Linked DNA regions of Anas platyrhynchos: region 2 is linked to region 1. A link is a contact called in public Hi-C data. All regions are on one chromosome and are shown on one strand. The core of a region is the stretch at or near the end of the contact, and the rest is flanking DNA. Distances in the headings are between cores, read along the strand shown. Region 1 overlaps SEL1L3 (SEL1L family member 3). Region 2 holds the start of ANAPC4 (anaphase promoting complex subunit 4).

Region 1 (4,522 bases), core at 1,090-3,589:
AGAAGACAAAAAAAAAATGACTGGCCCTGCTGTTTCCTGCACACAGTCTAGTGCAGAAACTCTATGCCATACTACAATCCGAAGAGTATGCCTATTTCTAGATATCCCTTGAGGAGACTGTTACCTTTAAAAACAAGACTGGAAAAATCTCCAAGAACATAGTGAGCTTAACTAATAGGAGCATTTTATTTACACACTGGTTTAGTTTGCCTTAACTTTTTACCTATACTCCTTGGGATGATCAATACCTTCCTTTACAACCTGCATACAAGGGCCCTCCCATTGTTTGCTCCACTTATTTATATACAGCCACTTGTAATGTGAGTTTGTGGGCTCTAGATGCAACACTATTTCACTCCACAAACTCTCTCTCTTTTTCTCTTTTGATCCTGTCAAATGGTTGAATTACAGTTCAGGTCAACTCCTGCTTCCCTGTATGTCAATAAGTGTTTTGACACAGATTTCAGTGGTGCTACTAGTATTTTTTTTGAGGTGATGGCCCAATGTTAATTGTTTTATCATGCTATCAAGTAATAAAAAGATGGAACATGAACTTGAAGAGAACAGAACAAACATACCATGAGAGTTCCAGATAAGCATTGAGTGCTTTTCTGATGACGTGACCTAAGTAACCGTTCTTCTCTGCAATATGTTTTGCCCAGCTGTAGAGAAAAGGACAAACAAAGAAATAAGAACAGCTGTGCTGCAGTAATGTTACCCCAACTCACACTGACATGAAGGACACGAAGGATATGGGATCACCTTCTGACTTACTTCGTAAAATAAACTGTGGGATTTCACAGTAATTACTGCATCAGTGGTGCAGGTGTTGACTGAACAAGAACATAATTACCCATTCATCTCCATGAACGTACCAGAGACGTCCTGTGCTTTTTCTTGGCCAAATTATTTGATTTTTTGAAAAACGAAACCAAAAAACCTTAGTGATATAAGTGCTATAATTTCTTATCAGTCTTTTTATACCACATTGAAAGCTGGTCATCTCTCACTAAAGAAATATGTGCTGTTTTGTTACACACAGTGGTTTTTTTTTCTTTTTATTTCCCTTGGAACAACTTGGAGAGCCTACATACTTGTGCATCTACAAGTTCACCAGAAATACTCAGCATCACTCAAAATCTACTGGTCATTTAAATAATACACATACTCATGGGGATCAAACTTTACTGCAGAAGAATTCTTTTTTCAGGGAGGTCAGTAAGATGAAGTAAAGAATATTTTGACTTAAAAGGTATTTTTGACTTAATTGTGGACTTAAAAATCATCAATAATCAAAATAATCCCACCAGAAATATATTCTCCTTTAACAAATGATTTCATTTCTTACATTACAGCTTTTTCTGGATCTCTGGGGAAGTCTTCCATATTTCCTGTGATGTAGTACAGAGAACATCGTAAAGTCCCTTCTATATGTCCTCCTTGAGCAGCTTTATAGAAATAGTGCGCAGCTACTGTCTGCAAAGAAACAAGACAAAACTAGCAACTCCATATTATTAGTGCTTATTGAGTTTTGTTTCCCAAGTCTCATTTTATTAAATAATTTCAAAGCAGAAGTTGGCTAGTGCAGGCCAACCACTTTTAACTGCTTTTAGTGTACTTAAGTGAAATGAATTCCTCTCTTCAACTTTTAAGAGTTTAGGCCAGAAAAAATTTTAAAAAACTGAAATTCTGAACAATAAATAGAAAAGTGTCTAAACATACAACTGACACCTGGTGGTATACAAGCTTTATGAAACTAAAAATAGGTACTAGTAGAGAAATTAATAAGGAACCCTGGAGAACAGACATAGGCCGGGACTTTTACAATGGTGAGACCTAAGTGAAGGCTGGGGAGCAATAGCAATGCTCAGGATGCCTTGCTGTGTACAACTGTGCTTCTCAAGTCTCTGAAACTTTTATAAAAGGTAACTCAGACTGAGTAGGCAGGGCAGAGCCATAAAAGCAGGAAGGATGTGTGATTCTCTGTGTCTTACCCTTAGAAAGAGCAACCTGTAATGTAAACCAAAGCAACATACAGCCTGAAATAACTTATTTCAGGAATTTTTAAACTATCTGTATCTGTTTTCTGTGAGTGATCAAAGACTTCAGAGTGTCCTTCACTGCCATAACAAAGTACTTCCTTCCCATAGCTTTCATCAGTAATGAAACCTGGGCACTTTTAATGGTACTCTTACAGCCAGACTGCTCTGAACAGTGTATTTCAGTCCCCAGGGAAGGAAAACATGTTTGTCAAAAGCACATGTTGGTGAGCACTGCTGCTGGCAGCAGAAATGCTCGCTGTCTGGAGTACATCCAGATCTCAGAACCCACAGGCCACGCTGAAGGCTTCATTTAGCTCTGAGCACAAGGTCTGCTTGCATTTCTTACAGCCTGCCTCACTATGTTTGTGCTGTTGGTTGAGAACTACCTACAAACAGCATTTTTTGCAAAGTTAATTAATGGAAATATAATCAAAGTAAACCTTTCTTGGTAGGGAAAATACATGGTTCTTACTGACACACACAGAATTAAACAGGCTATATCACAGGAAGACACAGTGGCAAAACACTGCCATCTACCATGGTTATGCTAAATAGCTACATTTGTGAGTCTGGCTTGGAAGTCTTTTAATGCAGTGCCGAAGTTTGCAGAAGCAATGTGAATACAGCATAGCTGCTTACAAGTTCAGGGACAAGATTCTGTTGCTTTTTTCTATAGGGGAAAACATCCTTCCCCGTAAAGTACCAGGGAAGTCATCAGGGCTGAGAAACTAGTTTGCTTGACCCAGGGTCAAGAAAAATTAGGAGCTAAACCTGCAACTGCTTTGCTTCTAAACTTTAGGAGCACAAACGCACACAAAGAAGCACAGCTGAGAAATTTGAGTAACATCACTTTCTCTCTCTCTGAGCAATCTGACTGAATTGCCCACTACCACTCTTCTCTGTGACGAAAAGCACCAAAAACTGACTCAGAGTAAAGACAGCCATCTCAAGAATGAAGTCAAAATTTGTAAATTGGGCTCCAATGTAAAGAAAATAACACTACAGAATATTTACTCACTTGATTTCTACTGGGTACTCCAGGGTAAATCCCATCTAAATAAAGGACACCGAGGTTGTAAGATGCATCTGGATTCCCCAGTTCTTCAGCAAGTAACCAGTGTTTGGCTGCTTTTCTGTAGTCTCTTTTAAAGTTGTGGTAATACCATCCCAGTCCATTCACTGCTTGTGGCAAGCCCTTAGAGAAGAAGGAAAGCAGTCTCAGATCATGCATCAACTCTGCCTTGTGTCACATTGCAATTTCAACCTGCTGCCCAATTTTGGGTCTTGTCATGAGCTTGCCTGTCTGGACATCTGGCACATACATCCAGTCAAAATTCCCATTGGGATGGAGGTATAAAAGATTTGCCTTTTTTTTTTTTTACCTCTCCACTTCTTTTCCTTATGGCCTCATGTTGACCACAAGAGATTATAAAGTCACTCCCTCAGAGCCTCCCACTGCTCATTAAGGAATGATTCCACCCTGAAACCCAGCTACTTTGTCTTATTCTACAGAGCCTCAGCCATGTCTGCATTCAGACCCATACTTGGTGACAGGAACAAACTGTGAAAGTTTTTCACTGATTTCCTGTGCAAAGCCTAAACGAGAGAGGTATTCTTGTGTGCATCTGCAGTGGAGCTAAGGGAAGGCAATAAGAAAAAACAGGGAGATAACTGCACTTCCAGACAGGATTAGCAATCAAAAAACCCCACTTCTTTTAAACTCAAACATTTCTATAAGAATAAATAGGAAGCAATTAACACAGAATTTTCCAATGTTCTCAAAACACGGCTACGTGTTTTATTTGACTAACCCCACACAGATCTTTTTAATACTGTGCAACACACTGAGTTGCATCGTTAACTCAGTAAGCACGGATTGTAAGGAGAAAATCTTCCTGGGACACAGTTTTTATTTTGGCTGCAGTGAGTCACTGTCTCCTTGTACAAACTCATGTCATGGATCATATGGTGGCTGTAAGTTTGCCAGCAGTTCAAATTACTCAGCACCAACAGATAGGTTTGGACATGCTATTTTCTCTTATTTGAGAATGGATGTTTAATAGGAACCCTGCCAGAAACAGTGACATAAGGTAAAAGCTACCTAAAAAAAAGTCTCAGTGCACAAATCCAAGCTATTTGCTTGCTACCATCTGCCAAAAGCTTCTACACTGCACAGTCTCTTTCAGTGACCCCTGTAGTAAGAACTGTATACTACTGGCACTTAGGAAGGCCCTCTGGAAAAGGATTTATTTTCCTTTCAAATTGGAACAGTGTTGCTTGCTTAGTCATTAAAATCCAAAAGCAGTTCAACTTTTCAATAATTATAGTGTTATTTTTCTACAAAAAATGTACTTGGGATAATAAAAACTTAAGTATCTGAGCCTAGCAAAGGTAAGCAAATTGTTGTCTCTAGGCTGTTCCCAGAAATTTGCTCTTCAGATCCTGAGTTAAGGGACATTTGTCATATTGTGAAAGCTATT
Region 2 (5,070 bases), core at 83-2,582, 110 kb before region 1:
CATGTCCTGCCATGACATTAATCCAAGATTTGGTTATGGAGTATTAGAGTTAAAATGCAGCAGTATTTTGTTTTATGTTACTCCTTCCCTTAACAGTTCTTTGCTTAAAAAAGTAAAAATGATACTAAAAGAAATTCATGAAACCTCATCTGTTTCTTCAGTTAGGTATATCTTGTACTGGGATGGTTTAGTCCTTTCAGGCTGTCAGTATTTTATTTAGCTGATTTCTTACTGAAAATAATGTGTGTTTCATTTGTCTAATAAAAGCACCTGTAAATATTTTACTTATTAAAATTACTCAATGTTTTTGTGCTATGAAATGCATCCTTTGTAGGGCACAGAAAACACATAACTTACTAATTTTATTTGGGTAACATATTTGCACTTCATAATGTTATTAAACTTCATCTATTTTCTTCTACACCTTTCTATTATATATTCTTACATAACATTCTCAGCTCAAAAGTCCGTATGTGCTGTTTTATACTTGGTCAGTGGCATTTTTTAAGTTTCCTATAGGCAGTTAAAGGTAAATGCTGAATGAATACATAAACGAAAAATAATAAATTCCAGTAAAGTGGACAAACAGTTTTAGGAACATTAAATGTCATAATGCTGTAAGATGGAATGTACTGTGAACTTCTTGTGACGGTACTTTGAAGTTCATATACTTACATGGACAGATTACATAAAATATCAACAAATGTAGAAAAGTATGTTCCCTGTTTTATTCTAATCTGTTTATTTTTCTTGCTTTACAGAACTGACAAAAAGCAAAGACAGAAAACTCTAAAGAGGGTAAAGATAGGGATCCATAAAAGATTGGCTATGAAACACGCCATATTCTCCAGAAGAAAAATCAAGAATAAAAAAAAAAAGACATGACCTCTTGATATATAATTATTTAAGAGACTTTTATGGAAAGGCTTTGATTCAATTTTATTTTTTTTTAATGTTACTATCAACGTTCAAAATAAAACCTAATTTAAAGTGACAATTCTGTTGTTGCACATCATTACTGGAGCAGAGGTGTGCAAAATGAACCACACTCTTTACCATGTGTTTGTATAATGTCACAAATTTGTGTGTTTAGGTCTTTTAGTACAGGAGTACTGCTGAGAGGCCAGGTGTCCTGGGGTGGGAGTGGGTACTGCGGCTCGGGGTACACACTGATGAATTTGGGGCGAGGCTGAGCGATGGGAAAGACACAAATCCAGGCTGCGTTAGTTCCATTTTTCTCACAGGAGGATTTTGTGAGAAGAAAACCGGGAACTCGCCTCAGAGCGGGACGCGCTCCCCTCAGGCGGCGGGGCGGGGAGGCGCCGCCTCCGGAAGGCGGCAGCGGCGGCGGGCGGGCGGCCGTGAGGGGCTGTGAGGGGCCGTGAGGGGCCGGGGGCTCCCCGCAGCAGGACCGGAGGGTGCCAGGCGGCCGCCTGGAGGAGCCGCCGCCATGCCCGCCTTCAGGCAGGTGGGCGAGAAGCAGCTGCCCCAGGAGGTCGTCTTCATGGCCTGGTCGCCCAAACGGGACCTCATCGCCCTGGCCAACAGGGCCGGGGAGGTGAGCGCCGCCGGCACTGTGGGCTGGGGGGCTGAGGGAGGCGGGGGAGGGCGGCGGCCGCCATCTCGCGGCCGCCCTGCGCCGTGTGTGAGGGAAGGAAAGGGAAGGGAAGCCATGCTTTATCAGGCTTCGCAGAGCTCGTTACGCTTTCCGGTCTTAATTTGCAGAAGAAATCATAGGGTTGGGGCGGGAGGGGTGTGAAGGATCGCCCAGTCCCACCCCCTGCCATGGCAGGGACACCTCCCACCAGCCCAGGCTGCCCAAAGCCCCATCCAGCCTGGCCTTGAGCACCCCCAGGCATGGGGCACCCACAGCTGCTCTGCCACAGCCGCAGCCTCATCACTTATAGCAAATAATTTCTTCCTCATATCTAATCTAAATCTACCCGCTCTCAATTTAAAGCCGTTAACCCTTGTCCTGTCACTACAGTAGCTGATAAAGAGATCACTATAAGGTCTCCCCAGCGCTGCCTTTCCCCAGGCTGAATATCCCCAGCTCCTCACAGCCTTGTGGCCCTCCTCTGGACTCACTCTAAGTCCACATCCTTGTGCTGGGGGCCCCAGAGCTGAACGCAGCGCTCCAGGTGGGTTCTCACAAGCAAAGCAGGGAGGGAGGATCCCCTCCCTTGCCCTGCTGCCACGCTGCTTTTGATGCTGCCCGGGATGCAGCTGGCTTTCTGGGCTGCAAGTGCACATTGCCAGCTCATGTGGAGCTTTTCATCCAACAGTATCCCAGACCTTTCTCTCCATAGGGTTCTCTCTATCCACTCCTCACCCACCCTATTCATGTTTGGGGTTGCCCTGATGCAGGTGTGGGACCTTGCGCTTAGTCTTATAAAATGTGCTGATGAAACTCTGGGTGCCTATATCTCTGGGATTTTAAAGCATTTCCTATTTAAATTAGATCTGTTTTCAAGCTTTTCTTCTTCCTGAAACTGCTGTGTGATCATGTATGCAGACTGATTATGCTTTTGGACTGTCGTTGGCGGAGAAGCATGGGTAACCCTGAAGGGTACAGGCTGCTAAATTCTTCAAGGCACCGGCTATTCCTATGTATTGCTGTACAGTAAGCAGTAGGCTGGTCTCTAAATCACACAGGAATGAAGCATCTACTCCAGGAAAAGGTGTTATTGAGGATGTGGAAGTTATTAAAGAATAGTAAAAAAAAAATGCATCTTCAATTGATTTACAAATGATATTAATGGTTTTATTTAAATTAGTGTTTTATTTTTCTGTCTTAAATGTGTTTGCTTTGTAGGTTTTGCTTCATCGGCTCGCAAACTTTCAGCGAGTTTGGAGTTTGCCGCCAAATGAAAATACAGGAAAAGAAGTGACTGCTCTTGCTTGGAGGCCCGATGGCAAAAGTAATGTAACGTATATGAGGTGACATGCTGCAATAAAAATCCCACTGGGAATTGCTGAAGGTTGTGATGTTGATACATTTTATCTGCAAAAGAAACTTTGAAGTAAACTGTATTTGAAGAAAAGGGTAGCTTAATTTTATGTAGGTTTATTGAAAGTGATAGCAAAAGTTGAATTGTTGAAAGCAATCACAAAAAAGATTTCCAAGATGAATTTATGTCCAAAATACTGCTTTTCAAGGTGTAGCAAAGCATCCATTTCCTTACACAGCAGATGTTTTTTATGTGAACTACTAAATTTATTGGGAAAATAGAGAAAAGCTATCTGATCAGGACTGTGTTAGAAGCATGTAAACATGTTCAACATGTAAATAAATAATTGTGGGATCAGGCTTTTGACTTAAATATATAACTTAAAATATGATGGGAGTTCAAACCCTCATTCTAATTAGGTTTCAAGTGAGAATTTGGAAGCACTATAAATGGACAAAGAGAAAATTATGTTCAGAGGTGGACTTTGAAGATGTGTTGTTTCAGTGTAAAGTACAATGTTTTGCATGTTGGTTATTTATACATTTTACTCATCCTTTTCTAGTTTTGGCTTTTGGCCTTACTGATACCAAGCGGATTATTCTGTGCGATGTAGAGAAACCTGAAAGCTTGCACTCCTTCTCAGTGGACTCCTCTATTACCTACATGCACTGGATGGAAGTAACTGAGGAAAGCAGGTGGGTCTGAGAAACTACAAGTAAATCATGGGCTATGTAGCACTACCTTACTAATAATTTATACTTTACTAATAATTTATACTTTGTATGTTACAAACAGTCAAATCAGAAAATAGGTCATAGCAAATGTCATCTTCTTACTGCTTTATTCTAACCAAAGGGAAAATTTTAACAGATAGCTTTCATATGCTTATTTTCAGTGCTGAAACCTTAGTCTTGTGATTCTTTAGGTTATATGCAAATATTTCAGCATAAAACTGTTAACTTTTACAGCACGTCTCCTGATCCAGTTTATTTCGATACCAATTAATTTATTAAAATAATTATAATAATGTTATAAAGTTATTTTGTTTTGCTAGAAAAAAAATCTTTCTATTTAAATCTTTCTTCACTTGTGCTTTCAAGACCTTTAGTTTGGTGTTTACATCTTTTAGCAGTGCATCTTTGGTATGACATCCAAACTTGCTGGTGGTTCTGCCATGGGTGTGCTTGCTCAGGAACTCAGAATGTTGCTTGTAGTGACTGTGAACTCTTTAATTAATAATTAAATAATTTTCATTAAATAACTCTCAGTAGCACTTCTGAGCTGGGAGATATCATTGTCCCCATTTCTGTGGTCTTACAAAAACCTCTAACGTGCACTTTATTGTAGTCTAGGATAACAAATAAAACATTATTTGAAAAAGAGAGGTAGGGTAAGTCTGACTGATTTCCCACCCTGCCTCCTGAGAATGGAAACATTAAGATAGCAGGAAAACAGCTGTATCATAAGTTGTTCTAGCGTTCTGACCGTAGAATTATAGAATCATGGAATGGGTTGAAAGGGACCTGACGGATCACCCAGTTCCAATCCCACTGTCATGGGCTCGGATGCCACCAGTAGATCAGGTTGTCCAGGGCCCATCCAGCCTGGCCTTGAACACCTCCAGAGATGGGGCATCCACAGCTTCTCCGGGCAGCCTGTGCCTGTGCCTCACCACTGAGTGAAGGATAGATGGGGATAGACTTGTAGGAAACCTAATCATTCAGACACATGTAAGGTGTGGTATAAGGACGGTGTTTTAGTCTTCATACCACAGTACATGTCTTTAGGGTGAAGCTTTGTTGAGCTGCTAGTAGGTTAGCTGCAGGACTGTACAGGTTTTAAACAGGAAGCCCCACTCAATAACTGCATTACAGATGATGGGGGATTCATTGATAAGGTACAGAGCAAGCAATTACAAACTCTCCAAATATTCCCTGTGAAGGAATTAAAAATAAATAAATCAGGCCTCTTTTATTAATCTGGTTATTAGTATTTTATTAAAGTTATTAAAGGCCCCATAAGGGATTACTCTCTGATATTTGTATCTTTTTAATATAAGTGACATGTTGAGTATGTGCGGTAACTTCAACGTTAGAAATTCTCTTTCCCCTTCCATTTT

Evidence for each region. A called contact is a pair of places that touch in the nucleus more often than the background predicts.
Region 2: a contact with region 1 is called in a Hi-C map of liver, with 2.4 times the contacts expected there. The contact joins the promoter of ANAPC4 here to the enhancer-like site in region 1. A contact is called at or near these places in 2 of 8 Hi-C or Micro-C datasets (liver and subcutaneous adipose tissue).

The regions. Positions count from the first base shown.
Region 1 is chr4:60,775,543-60,780,064 of IASCAAS_PekinDuck_T2T, reverse strand. It overlaps SEL1L3 (SEL1L family member 3), which reads right to left. Exons shown (of 24, transcript XM_027457292.3): 15 at 3,061-3,237; 16 at 1,349-1,476; 17 at 579-662. Among named protein-coding and RNA genes, the nearest start is that of SMIM20, 25 kb to the right of the region's middle. Within about 2 kb of position 2,339, at least 3 of the 8 cell types and tissues checked have an H3K27ac peak or open chromatin away from gene starts, as enhancers often do. A contact at or near this core is called in subcutaneous adipose tissue, where this site is marked.
Region 2 is chr4:60,882,799-60,887,868 of IASCAAS_PekinDuck_T2T, reverse strand. ANAPC4 (anaphase promoting complex subunit 4) reads left to right here and starts at 1,332. Exons shown (of 28, transcript XM_027457300.3): 1 at 1,332-1,558; 2 at 2,816-2,921; 3 at 3,514-3,646. The coding sequence starts at 1,451. ZCCHC4 (zinc finger CCHC-type containing 4) reads left to right here. Exons shown (of 13, transcript XM_027457302.3): 13 at 762-948. The coding sequence ends at 885.